Linked DNA regions of Gossypium hirsutum: region 1 is linked to region 2. The links are chromatin contacts, called in public Hi-C maps. All regions are on one chromosome and are shown on one strand. Each heading gives the region's core, a stretch centred on a gene start, on an enhancer-like site or on the middle of the called end of the contact. The rest is flanking DNA. Distances are from core to core; before and after follow the strand shown. Region 1 has its middle 39 kb from the start of LOC121228455. Region 2 holds the start of LOC107948290 (CAAX prenyl protease 2).

Region 1 (6,798 bases), core at 1,176-3,675, 150 kb after region 2:
ACTGACATTTTGATCCATGCCAAAACTACATTCAGGTAAGGTTTCTTAGGGTTGAAAATTTTTGTCCATGGCTAAACAATGAGATATTTACCATATATTATCCATGGTCCTTACGTGAGCACTTTATTATAATATTCAATAAACTGAAGTTTAGCTAGGAAATAACCGTTGTCAATATCATTAGATGGAATGTTAGAAGGATGCCATAAGCTACTGACCTGATTAAACAAGGTGTCTTAACCAATATTACGCCCCAATAGCTTCACCACAACCGTTGTCTCCATATCCTTAAATAGGATCTATTGGATATGATCCAAGAACTCTGTCGCCGGAAGTCCATTGACCATGGATTTTTTAACATCTCTTTCTAGAAATTCCAAATCTTCAATAATATCATTTTCATTAGATCGGGGCCCTTCCTCTTGAACTGAAACCTCTTTCACCAGCAGCATCTGTTTCCAAGATACTTTTGGTAGCGAAATCAGATCCATAATGAACATCAACATCCTGCTCTTTAAACTGAACTTTTTTTGTTTTCCGGTCATCAACAAATCGAGATTTAGAGAGCTTATCGTTTTCCAAAGAAATATCCATTTTAATTTGTATGCTAAATTTAGTAGCATTTTTAATTTTAAATCTCATTAAATTTATAATTTAATATATTTATCACAATTTTAATCAATTAAATGGATATATTTATTATGATATTAATGTTTTCCATTATATGTTAAGAAAAGTTAAACCATTGCAACATTTAATACAAATTATTTTATTTTTAATGCATGTAATATTATATTTTTTAAAAGATAATTCTATGCTTAATTTAATTATTTTACTTAATATTTCTGATTTTTAATAGTAAAATTTTAATCAGTATAAAATTTTTACATATACAGCTAATAACAATGTTGACTATTTTCATTAGTCATGAGCAATTTATACCATTTGAAGTTAAAAACGCAATTTAGTTTTAGGATTCTGAGTTCAAGGTTCAATTTGTTTAAGGTTTAGGTTGGAGTTTGGAGTTTATGGTTTAAGATTCATGGTTTAATGTTTAGGTTTAAGGTTTAAGTTTAGGGTTTAGAGTTTATTGGTAAGGTTTGGGTTCAAGGGTAGGGTTTAGGGTTCTATGTTTGGGATTCGGGATTTAAGATTTAAGGTTTAGAGTGTTTGGTTCGGGATTCAATGTAAAAGAATTTCTAAAATTATGTATCAATGACATAAAAAAATGGTCGAAATGTCATTAAATAATTAAAAATGGACCATGAATGATGTGATGGAAATGATCCATAAAATAATTTCTCTTTTTAAGAACTTATTTTTTATTTTTCCCAAAATTTAGGAACTAATTATTTAATTTTTGAAAATTTTTAATAAAAATAATTTTGAAAATATTTTATAATTTTTAAAATTTTTTGAGGTTAACCAATTTTACATTTACACATGATTCAATTTTGAATGCTACAAAGAATATATTAATTTGTTTATTTTGACGGAGATTAAATTGTTTATAGTTTATTAATGAAAATATTTAACACACACTGTCATCAAATGTCTTTTTTTTTTTTAACTTTTTAATAGTTCATAAATTAAATTATATATATATATATGAGTTAAGGCAATAATAAAATTATATTTTGACCTCCTTATAAATATATAATTTACTTTTCTCTTTTTTTTTTGCTTCCCCTAATACAAGTATCTCTATATATTTATTCCTAAATTATTAAGAGTAGGTTTGTATTTCCTTATCCATATATATATTTTTATAAAAAAGAACTATAATAGGTAGAAAACGATTATATATTTTGTTATTTACTTGCTTTTTGGAAAAAGAAAAAAGAAAAAAATGTGGTTATAATGGTATGGACGTGGAAGCACATGATCATGGGTGTAATTACATGAAAAACAAGAAGGCAATTGATACAAAATGTTAAACCAAAAAACAAAATCTAGTAAGGTATCCAGGATGGAGTGAGCTCAAGTTGAAGCACATGGCAAAAGATGGTCTTTATATAAAAGAAAGGAATATAGGATATTGCACATGGTTAGCTAGGTTTGGCCTGGTTTGATGACGATCATGGGCTGGCTAATCGTAACCGCCACCCAGCACTACTGCATATAATAGCCACGTGCTTCAGACAGAGGGATGATTACAATTTACTCAATTTAAAAATTTTAATTTTCATTTTACATTTAAAATTAAATAATTGGAATTATATAAATTTTTAATCAATTTAAATAACTAGTTGGAGTTAAATGGTTTAGCTAAGATTTCTTTTATCATAAAAGAAAAGTATCATTGAAAACAGAAAGTACAACATATCAACAAGATTAATATAAATCTCACCCCCAATCAAAGACCTAGTCGGCTCACTCTTACAAAAAAAGCCCAAGGCTAAATAGACACAGACCCAAACTCTTGGAGACAAAGCCGAAGCCAGCAAAACCCGAACCCTCGGATAGGGAGTTGAAGCGGACAGAACCATCCGCATATCACACGTATCACATCAGAAAAGGGCGAACAAGGAGCAAAACCATAATCATGAAGAAAAGGCAAATCCACCTTGATGAAACTAAATATAGCAAGATCAGAGGCTAAGGTTGGTATCATGTTATGTCATTGGAAAAACAAGCCAGGGGGAATCAAGCCTAGAAGCAAAGACGTTGACTACATGATCCAAAATATCCCAAAGAGATGTCAAGATTCTAGGTCCAGTTCTCACACTCTCCCGACTGATCGTACCTTCCTTGATCAACTTTAAATGAAGAAGCACAAAATATAAAACAAACGTAGAACAAACAAACATAAATAAAAATAGCACAATACAACATAACACAAAAAGCAAATAAAGCCATTAGATAACGAGCACAATGGCGAAGACCACGATTAGAAGGAACCGCGAGTACCTAAAAAAAACCCATCCAACCCTGTACAACGAAGAGACGACAATAGGGGTATCCTAACAACATTTAAGTTTTAAGTGGCCAGAAGGGAGGTCACTGGAACACTTGACCATTACCGTTCAGGCTGGTGAAGTTTGCAACGCTAGAAAGCAAGGAGGGAGATGACAACGCCCACACAAAACATGAAAAACAAAGCCAAAAGCAGAAAATAAAAATTAGAAGATTGCAAGGTGAGTGAAACAAGGGCAATGAAGCATGAAAAAGAAGATTGATCGGGAAGACGGTGAGTGATGTTTGTTGGTAACGCAAAGGGAGTAATCCCACGTTGGTTGAGAAAAGGCTTCTAAGAGAGTTTAAATATAGCCTGCACATCACCATGGCCCAAACTTGGTTTGCATTTGTGCTAACACTTTCCTTTTGGATACTTTTTTTTCTTTTATAAATTATTTTTAGAATATTTTTAGTTGCGGAAAAACCTCTAACCATTGCGGAAAATTTGATCAGATGCACTTTTTAAAAAAACTGTCATTGTGTATTTTACCATTTTGCCCTTTCAAAAAACAATATAAATAGCAGGTCATTTTCCTCATTTTACACAACAAACAAACAACAATATTTCTCTCGTTTTTTCTTTTCTCTCGTCTATTTTCTTTTAGCATTTTTTCAATAAAAATTTTGATTACATTTTCTGCTTTGCTTTCCGATTCCTTTCTAGAAGAGCACTACCAATTGAGTTCCACATTCTTTATTTGGGTGTACGAATACTAAATTACTGTATTAACCTTGAAGGGTGATGTCCTCTACCCGATTACAACAATCAGTGCAAATTGCTTCTAAGGTAGTGGTTCTTTCACGACACAATATGTAACGCCCCCACGCCCGAAACCGTCACCGGAGTCGAGCTTGAGGAGTTATCGAATATAATTTATCAAATTAAGAACTTCAAATCTTTTGTTTCTACATTCACAGCTTTCTAGCTACTCGCGTCACAGTTACAAGAAAAATCATATCTCGAGTTATGAAACTCGAAATCAAGATCTGTAAATTTTTCATAAATCTAGACTCATATATCTATTTACTAATTTTTTTCTAGAATTTTTGGTTGGGCCAATTAGTACAGTTTATTAGTTAAAGTCTCCCCTGTTTCAGGGTTCGACTGCTCTGACATCTGTGTATTACGAATCAGATATCTCTCTATACAGAATTTCAATGACTACGAGGTTTGTTTCTCTTAAAAATAGACTCGATAAGGAATCTTTAAATATAAAGAATGACTTCTAATTATTTTTTTACAATTTATTATGAATTTTTAAAGTCAGAATAGAGGATCCAGAAATCACTCTGGCCCTGTTTCACAAGGTTTCAAATATCTCATAAAGTATAATTTATATGCCTGTTTTTTTTATCCGTATGAAAATAGACTCATTAAGCTTCAATTTCATAACTTGCTCATCATTTAATTCCATTTATACTATTTTTAGTGATTTTTCAAATTCATGTCATTGCTGCAGCAATATTCTGTTTTAAGGCAAATTTCATCTTTTTATGAGTTGTTATGAACTAGATAACCTATTAAACTTCCATAATATCAAACATGATCTAAATTTAACCATCACCATGACTTATCAATATCAAACATTTTCTCAACCAATCATGGCCATATCATAAAATTATTTACACAAAATAAATATATTGCTATACATGCCATACTTAAGTTTTACAAGCCATTTACCCAGATGAAAGTCCTTTGGATAGTGTGATCGAACCTTCGACCCGTCCCGATTCCCAAGCTGGCTTGTTCAAAACTACAGTAAATAAAGAGGAGGGAGTAAGCATAAATGCTTAGTAAGTTCATATGTAAATAACAAGTAACATAACAATACAAATATACCAAACAACTTTAGCATGGTATCACCAAAACATATATCATATTTCTAAACATCATTCATCATCTTACTACCTTATCGTTGTTGTATCTATTATCAACCCGAGGGTTAAGAACATACCTGTCCAAAGTGTCCATTTCACAACACTTACCAAAACGTCGCTTGCATCTTAAGTGTTCTTTCATTTCACTAGAAATTTCACCCGTTGAACACATCGGAATACAACTCGGATACACGGATAATTTGCACAAAAGTGCCTCATATGTAATCAAGAAATCATGTAACCCGCCCCTAAGTGAACTCGGACTCAACTCAACGAGCTCGGGCGTTCGCATCCATAAGTGAACTCGGACTCAACTCAACGAGTTCGGACATTCGCATCCATAAGTGAACTCGGACTCAACTCAACGAGTTCGGATGCTCAACCATCCTAGTGACATGTCACTTGTATCCTAATCTATTCCTAAGGTTCAAACGGGCTTTTTTCCTCGATCTCACATTGCCGTCTTCCATGGAATATCGGAACCGATACTCGGTAGCAATTCATATTTATCAAGTAGTAAACATAATTTGCATATTACTCAACATTAACCACAAAGCATAATATTTCACGATAAAAAAATCATCATATCATATAATTAACATCAATAACTTAAAAATAACAATTATGCTACATTATTTACACATGAACTTACCTCGTATGCGAAAATGGCTACTTTTACCATTTCGTCCACAACTTGGTATTTTTCCATTTTAGCCCGAATTTCAGTTTTCCTTGCTCTATCATTTAAAATATAGTCTAATTAGGACTCACATTATTCAAATTGACCCAAAATCATATTTTGGAACAATTACATTTTTGCCCCTAAACTTTTGCATATTTACACTTTTGCCCCAAAGCTCGTAAATTAAACTTCAGCCTATTTTCTTATGTTTTATGACATGCTGATAATTTTTCCCTTCTATGGCAACATCAAATTCTCACTCTAACATGTACTTATGACTATTAGGTATTTTTACCGATTAAGCCCTTTTGCTAGTTTTCGCTTAAAACCGAGTAGCACAAGTTGTCTAACATAATTTAAAACCTCATATTCTATCATAAAACACCAAAATACACAAATTTAACCTATGGGTATTTTTCCAAATATAAACCCTAGGTTAAATTATTGCTAGCATAAGCTTAATCGAGCTACCGGGACTCCAAAAACGTAAAAATCATTAAAAAGGAGGCTAGAACGGACTTACAATCGAGCTTGGAAGCTTGAAAAACCCTAGCCATGGTTTCTCCTTGCTATATTCGGCCATGGGGTTGAAGATGAGCAAAATTGGCTTTTAATTTTGTATTTTAATTCATTTTACCCCTAAATGACCAAAATGCCCTTACTACTAAACTTTCCAAAAATTCCATCCATGTCCAATTTTTGTCCATAGACTTAGAAATTGGTAAAATTTCTATCTAAGACCTCCTAATTAATATTTCAAAACAATTTCATACTAGAAACTTCTAGAATGCAAGTTTTACAAATTATTCGATTTAGTCCCTAATTTCAATTTAAGCACTTTATGCATAAAATTTCTTCACGAAATTTTCACACAATCATGCAATCATATCATAGACCTTAAAATAATCAAAAAATAATTATTTCTATCTCAGATTTTGTGGTCACGAAACCGCTATTCCGACTAGGCCCAAAATCAGGATATTACACAATAATTATGTAACACCCCAGATCTAGCGAGTCCAAAGTTTCAGCGTATAGCCGTAAATAGTCTGTCTAGCATAGTGTTATCTGCCCAAAAGATTGTTTTGGTGTATACATGTGGGTGTATACTAACTACCATAAGAGTAAGAAAGAATTTGATTTTATGATATTCTACCATGTATTAAGGAAAAGTTCGTGTTAAGAAATTAAAGGTAATATAGGAGGAGTATTCGCCAAAAGTATAGTACGCTTGATTTATATAGAATACTGCGCTAGTTAGATTTTAAGTAACATGGTTA
Region 2 (6,944 bases), core at 2,898-5,397:
AATATATGATACTGTAAAATATAAATTAACATAATTATTATTAAATATATTTTAATTAAAATATATAATTTAATAAAATTCTTAATAATTAATATTCTTATATTAATTTACTGAAATCATAATATATGATACTGTAAAATATAAATTAACATAATTATTATTAAATATATTTTAATTAAAATATATAATTTAATGAAATTCTTAATAATTAATATTCTTATATTAATTTACTCAAATCATAATATATGATACTGTAAAATATAAATTAACATAATTATTATTAAATATATTTTAATTAAAATATATAATTTAATAAAATTCTTAATAATTAATATTCTTATATTAATTTACTGAAATCATAATATATGATACTGTAAAATATAAATTAACATAATTATTATTAAATATATTTTAATTAAAATATATAATTTAATGAAATTCTTAATAATTAATATTCTTATATTAATTTACTCAAATCATAATATATGATACTGTAAAATATAAATTAACATAATTATTATTAAATATATAACTTGAAAATTATATTCTGCATAAACATAATTAACTTATACTAAGAAAAAGTTAGATGAAAATGAAATTGTACATCATAATCAATATGTTCAAAAGTTTTACAACATCAAAAAGTTTGAACATTGATATTTAATGGTGAGAAAGAAATCTTCTGACCCATTCCAATCGGGCAACAGAAGGTAAACTGAAGAAAACTGAAGAAAATTTAAACTTTAAACTATATACTTTTAAGGATAAAAAATATTAAATTAAAATTTCTATTAAAATTTTAACTTTAAAGCTAAATATAAAAATTAATGAATTTAAATTAAGAAAATTAAAACAAGTTACATTCTATATTAGAATTACATAAGAAAATTGTTTACATTCTATATTAGAATTACATTAGAATTACATAAGTTCTGTTTACAAGTTACATTCTCTCATGACCAACTCTCAAAATCAACTCTTTAAGGGATCTTTTTTCCCTTTACTCGGTGTAACTGAGTTGCAACAGGTGGTTTATCCATACTTTTCTTGCCATCCCACATGTAAACATCATTTATAGCAGTAGCAGTTGCAGCCCAGTACTTACCAGCAGAAATGCTTACGATTGTTTTCTCAGAAAGGGAATATAGCTGTACAAATTCATCCAAATGAAGTAAATAAAAGCTTCACTCCAGGGGAAGTTAAAATCAACAAAGACAATGGAATAGAACCTGTTGGCATCTAAGATGAGGATCTGAGGAAACCCAATAAAATAATGCTCCATCTTCAGTAATAACCATGCTATGTACCATCCCGGCAACTATTGCAAAATAAGAAAGATCCATCTTCAGTAATACTCATTATGCATAAAATAATTAAAATTATGACCATGTATTTAAAGATATAAAAACATGAATATCAAAATAAGAAAGATCCATAGGAATTTCAAATTCATCACTTATACGGGCATCCCACAATCCATAAATTTCAAAAACAGTCATGGATGTTAAATTTACAAGTTTCTTTATCACACAACTTACACCATATTGAAATTCAAATCCATTTTCTGAAACTCAGATTCCTAAGTATAACCTAAGTGAACATTTCACAGCTATCAATTATTTTATGCCTTCTATGTTATATCATGACAGGCAGCTCAGTCCATATCTCTTTAATCAATTGCTTAGTCCCAATTTTGTTTAGCATTCAGTACCTTTTACATATAAACTCAACATACAACAATAAAATCCATGTCTCAACATGTAAGCATTTGCAATAAAAAATTGAAAATGAAGGTTATGCAATAAAAACTCACTTTCGCAGGCTGTCTGTGATTAGCATCTAATTTAGAAAGGAAAAATGATATTTCATTTTTCAACTTGGGCAATAATATAGATGAATTAAATTAAATGATTCCTTTCAATATTAGCTTTAAATCTGATCAAAAAGGGAAAATGGATAAATAATGAGTACCTATTCTCAAGTGGAATATATGGATACCAAGTTGTGAAAGTATACCAAGTTGGGATTGCACTCCTATTGAACTTGTACTGCACCTAAAGTTTCCCCTCCGTTGAAAAGGGAAAAATCAGATGTTCGACTATAAAACCATAAAACATTATATGGAAAACAAATTAAAAAAAACTCTAGGTTTTGCGGAAGACAAACAGATCAGTAATTTTTATAAAATTTTCCAAATCTATTTAAATATCATTTTAGTGTTTCAAATTCTTAGCTAATTAATCTTCAAAGCTAAAAACAACATGAAAAAAAATGATAAAAGAAGGCAAAATTTAGTAATGTCTAGTTCAGGGAAGCAAAGCACCCATACTGCAACTTCATATGCTTTATCCATTATTATGCCTTACATGATCGATTTAAGGGAATTACAATATTCATACAATGATGAAAATCAGGCCTTCTTCAAGAAGCAGAACAAGGCGAAACATGTCAATCTAAGGGAGCAGAACAAGGCGAAACATGTCAATCTAAGGGCCTTGGAGCTAAGATTACATTCTATTCAGACACATTCTTCAAAACTATGCAAACAACAGCAGAACCTATTTTTCGAAACTAAATTATCCTTGACATTGGTACTTCCAGCAACTAAAAAAATGCATGTGTTCTCAGTAGTTCAAGCAAATATTGCATGCATTTTGCTATACACAGAAAAAAAGACGGGTCTCAAACAGCTAACTGAATCATACCAAGTCCTGTTTGTTGGCGAACACCAAGATGATAGCATTGCTCATAAATGGATCATTGATTATGGCCTGGAAAAAAATTATTAAGAACTAAAAAGAGACTATGTACAACCATATTGGCTAACAAGTTTGTGCTTGTTCTAAATTTACAACCTGAAATTCCTGTTTAGCTTGGCGAATCCTCTCTCGGTCCAAGGAATCAACAACGTAGATTCTGTTCTAAATTTCACACGACCACTTTGTTCAAATAATAGCTCCTCCGTGGACAAACAAAACAGAAAACCATCAAAAGGAGAAAGCCTCAATCATGTAAATCAACCATATCTAAAACCAAGTTGCCTACCGATAGTGGGAACAGTTGATAAAACTGCTCCAATAATGAAATCGAAATACAAACAATATGCTGCTTAAAATCCATTAAACGAAAGTATTAGGAACTCATTAAACGAAATACAAACAATATAGCACAAACTATAATTCCTAAAAATCAAAACGCTAAAACAGATTTTAAAAAATGAAGCCAGAATTTAAAAGAGCTTATCTCGGAAATGATTTGGCAAGCTCTAATCATGCGGTTTTATTAGCTGCAGTAGCCCCAACCAAAAGGAACTTCAAAAATTCCTCCAATAACTCATTACTAGCGGAAGTGTCGTTGGGATCTCGGGCCAGGACCTTGCTGAAACAAAGCATACAACACATTGCACGGTGGCGGTTCACTTTAGAATTTGAAAGAGAGGGGTCAGTGTCTTGGTGAAGGCGACAGAGAATTGATGAACGGAAGGGGATTTCGAATGGACGGCTGAGAGCTCCTTCAACTTAAATTCCAAAACATCAGCAGTATTGTCTTCATAGAAATTTATGCAAGAAATTCCAAAGTCATGAAGAATTAAAACAGAAAGGCAAGTAGATGGAAATAAATGATTGAGAAGAAGTTGAGAAAACTTTACCTTGGGTACGTTGAAGGAAAGAATGAGGCTTCAGAGTCACATGAGAAACAGATAAAGATGGCTTCTGCGAAATGAAACATGTATGTTAGGTGTTGAAATTAAAAAAAATAAAGAAAGAGGGGAAGATGATGAAGAAGACGGTGGCGGAAGAGAGAAACTTAAAAGCGTGTTTTGAGGAGGGAGAGGCTGGAGGTGACTTCGCTCGCAGGTTCTGTTTGATGTTGGGAGGGAGAGGCTGGAGGTGGATTTCTAGTTGGGAGGGCAAATTAGGGCTAAGGCTGTAAAACGGGTGTAAACTGAGGAGGAGGCAGGGATTACAAAACAGAGAATTTCGGGGATTAGGAAAGTAACGGATTAGAGGGGGATTAGCAATACATTGAACCAAACGGCAGATTAGAGGGAGATTAGGTGGGGCCCACCGATTAGCCAATACACCCAACCAAACATGGTGAAAGTGTTAATGAGGGGTTCTTTTCGGCCCAAATTTACTTTGAGGCTTTGAAGTGACCCAAAAACCCTCAAACAAGAACCGCCCCAAGTCAAAACCCGAAGCCCCTTCTCACTGAAAGGGTATCAAACGGAGAAGATATTGAACCGGAACCGGCTTTTCTTTCCCACCTTCTCTTCCTCTCTCCGGCGATCCTGGCTGCCGCCTCTTCGAATCCAGACATGGAAGAGAGCGAAGGTAGGTTATCGAAGCTAGTAGCGGTGATTGCTTGCATCGCTATGACACTGTTTTATGTTTCTATTCTTTACGCTCCCACTCTGATCCTCCGCCTCCCGCCTCCCCAATCCTACGAGAATTTCATGATCCGACGGTTCATTTGCGCCGCCGTTTGCTCCGTCGCGTCCGTTATTTTCTGCGCTTTCGTCCTTCCGGTATACCTCTTTCCTTTGTCTCTCATTTTTATTTCACTCATTTATTATTATATAATTATGAACTAAGTTGAGATTTCTGTCATTCTGTGAAGTAAGTGGAAACTTAATTCATTGAGCTAAAAAGTGAACTCATATATAATTAGAGATGAGCGAAATATTGAATTGTTAACATGCATTGAACTAAAGCCATTTAACATTTTCATGTGAATGTAAAATCATCCATTTTGCGTTTTACAGAAGTGCTATTATTTGTTTTTATATCCAAAACACGTTTGTTCCTTTTTTTTATTATTCTAACAATGTTCGATTATGCGTAGATAACAGGTGGGGAGGCATCTTACTCGTTTGGGGTTTATGGCATTCGATCGGATCATTTTGTAAGAATCATACTTATGGAGTATATTTCCTACATTTTTGTTATGGATTTATTATTTATGTTTATGATCTGCTGGTTCAAAATCAGTTCTTGAAATGCAATTTTATGTGTGAAACAGTGGCAAGCAATCGTCTTTCCTCTTTTCTTGACTTCTCTTATGTATGCTGGATCTTTGATATTCAAGTCCATGTTATTGGTAAATAAGTGGAAGGAGCATAGACATCAAGAGGGAGAGCCACTGTTAGGTTGTATAAAAAGTACCCTTCTTAGCCTCCCGGTCCAGATGTCTTCAGTAACTTCCAATGTTTTATTCTGGAGGAATTTTATTGTGGTTAGTATGCTTACCACTTAAATTTCTTCATCTTTTGAGTGAATGCAAATAATTGTAAGGTCTATAAATAGGGTGTGTTTGCAATATTTTATTGTTGAAAAGGTTGCATTGTGCTTGCTTATTCTAGAAAGTAGTCTTGCAAATGGATTGAATATTGTGTTACATGTCCTGCTTATTGTTCAATGTTTAACAATCCTTCTTAGGAGAACAGCAATAATTGAAAATTAGAAGGAAATTTTCGAAATTGTTCCCTGTTTCTTCAGTCTTCATTCCTTAATAGTACTTTAATGAACAGGCACCAGTGACGGAGGAGTTGGTGTTTAGAGCATGTATGATTCCTTTACTTCTTTGTGGGGGATTTAAAGCATACAATGTCATTTTTCTCTGCCCTACTTTCTTCAGTTTAGGTGAGTCTTTTTTTGTTTAACACAGTTCGATCATTCATGAGAGGATTTATTATCTTTTTTCCTTTGGGTGTTAAGTATTTGTAATAGCTTAGACATGCTTTCATTGCATATATAGTGGTATGTATCGGTGCAACAATCTGTTTTTTTAACTTTTACCACAGTATAAATAAGTTAAAAAGGATAAGGTTGGCACGAAATGATCCATTTTTAAAATCTTATTATCCTATTTTGCATGTTCTTGTTGATATTTGCAGGTGTTGCTCAATTATGTGCTTGTGCATTTATTGCATTTCTTAACCATAATGCTTTCTATTTCTGCCACATTGCATATTGAGTTGAATGGCATATAAACTGTTTCAACTCTGTTTTGTCAATGTCTTGCAGCACATTTGAACCATATGATGGAGATCTACAGCCGACATAACTATAGCTTGCTTAAAGCCTCCTTGGTTGTAGGTACAAACTAGATTTTCCTGCTTGAATGTGATGGTTGGAATGTTATTTTAAGAGGAAAGACAATATATATATTTATATAATATAAGTGTAGAGTGGGTTGATTGCTTTTGTCTTTTAGGTAGAAACTTTGGTTGGCTTGAAGCTTTTGAACCTTGTTTTAGGAGCAAGAATGTTGTTTTATGTCTTTTAGATGCTAATACATTGTTGTTTCTTGTGATGTGGTTCTCAGGTCTCCAGCTTGGCTACACTGTGATCTTCGGTTCATACGCTTCATTTCTCTTCATTCGAACAGGTTGGTGGTCAATTTGCTGATAAATGTTATTGCCTTTTTTGTGATCTTTTTCCTAAGTACATATTGGTCCCACTCCATTTCTGGTTTGCTTTTGTGTTGGAAAGAGATTTCTTTTTCGTTTACTCATTTCAGCTTTCTGTAAATTAGGAATAGATAAAAAATGGTGAAATATGGATGCAGTTGCTGTAGTATTGACCCTAGGTAGAAAATAACCTAGAAGCAGATAAAAGGGAAATTTTATTGTTATTGTTCTTATTATTGTGATATTTTGTTATACAGATCTAGAACAATACAGGTGTTTTTGCTATGGGTCAGTTTATTGTCTCATTACACTTTATCATTCTGCCTCATTGATTCTACGTATATTAATTCTTTGCAGGAAACATTGTCGCTCCTTTAGTTGCCCATGCATTTTGCAATTATATGGGATTGCCGGTGCTGTTTGTACATAGGAAAGGTACGGATTAGAGTTTCTATTACTTGGGTCCCTTTATAATTTTGCTTTCTCAGTGTACTAGTATGTATGCCTGGACAAATTGCTTACCTTTTTGGTC

What was found. Hi-C and Micro-C count contacts between places; a contact is called where the count stands out from the background.
Region 1: a Hi-C map of leaf shows a contact between it and region 2, with 4 times the contacts expected there. The contact joins the enhancer-like site here to the promoter of LOC107948290 in region 2. A contact is called at or near these places in 3 of 34 Hi-C or Micro-C datasets (all in leaf).

What each region holds. Positions count from the first base shown.
Region 1 is chrA04:50,212,443-50,219,240 of Gossypium_hirsutum_v2.1, reverse strand. No RefSeq gene overlaps it. Among protein-coding and RNA genes, the nearest start is that of LOC121228455, 39 kb to the right of the region's middle. Within about 2 kb of position 2,425, at least 2 of the 9 cell types and tissues checked have an H3K27ac peak or open chromatin away from gene starts, as enhancers often do. A contact at or near this core is called in leaf, where this site is marked.
Region 2 is chrA04:50,360,834-50,367,777 of Gossypium_hirsutum_v2.1, reverse strand. LOC107948290 (CAAX prenyl protease 2) reads left to right here and starts at 4,147. Exons shown (of 7, transcript XM_016882785.2): 1 at 4,147-4,528; 2 at 4,846-4,905; 3 at 5,531-5,642; 4 at 6,027-6,098; 5 at 6,328-6,390; 6 at 6,770-6,847. The coding sequence starts at 4,319. LOC107948291 reads right to left here and starts at 4,070. Exons shown (of 6, transcript XM_016882788.2): 1 at 3,650-4,070; 2 at 2,856-3,517; 3 at 2,706-2,771; 4 at 1,972-2,054; 5 at 1,230-1,318; 6 at 848-1,148. The coding sequence starts at 2,743. The coding sequence ends at 981.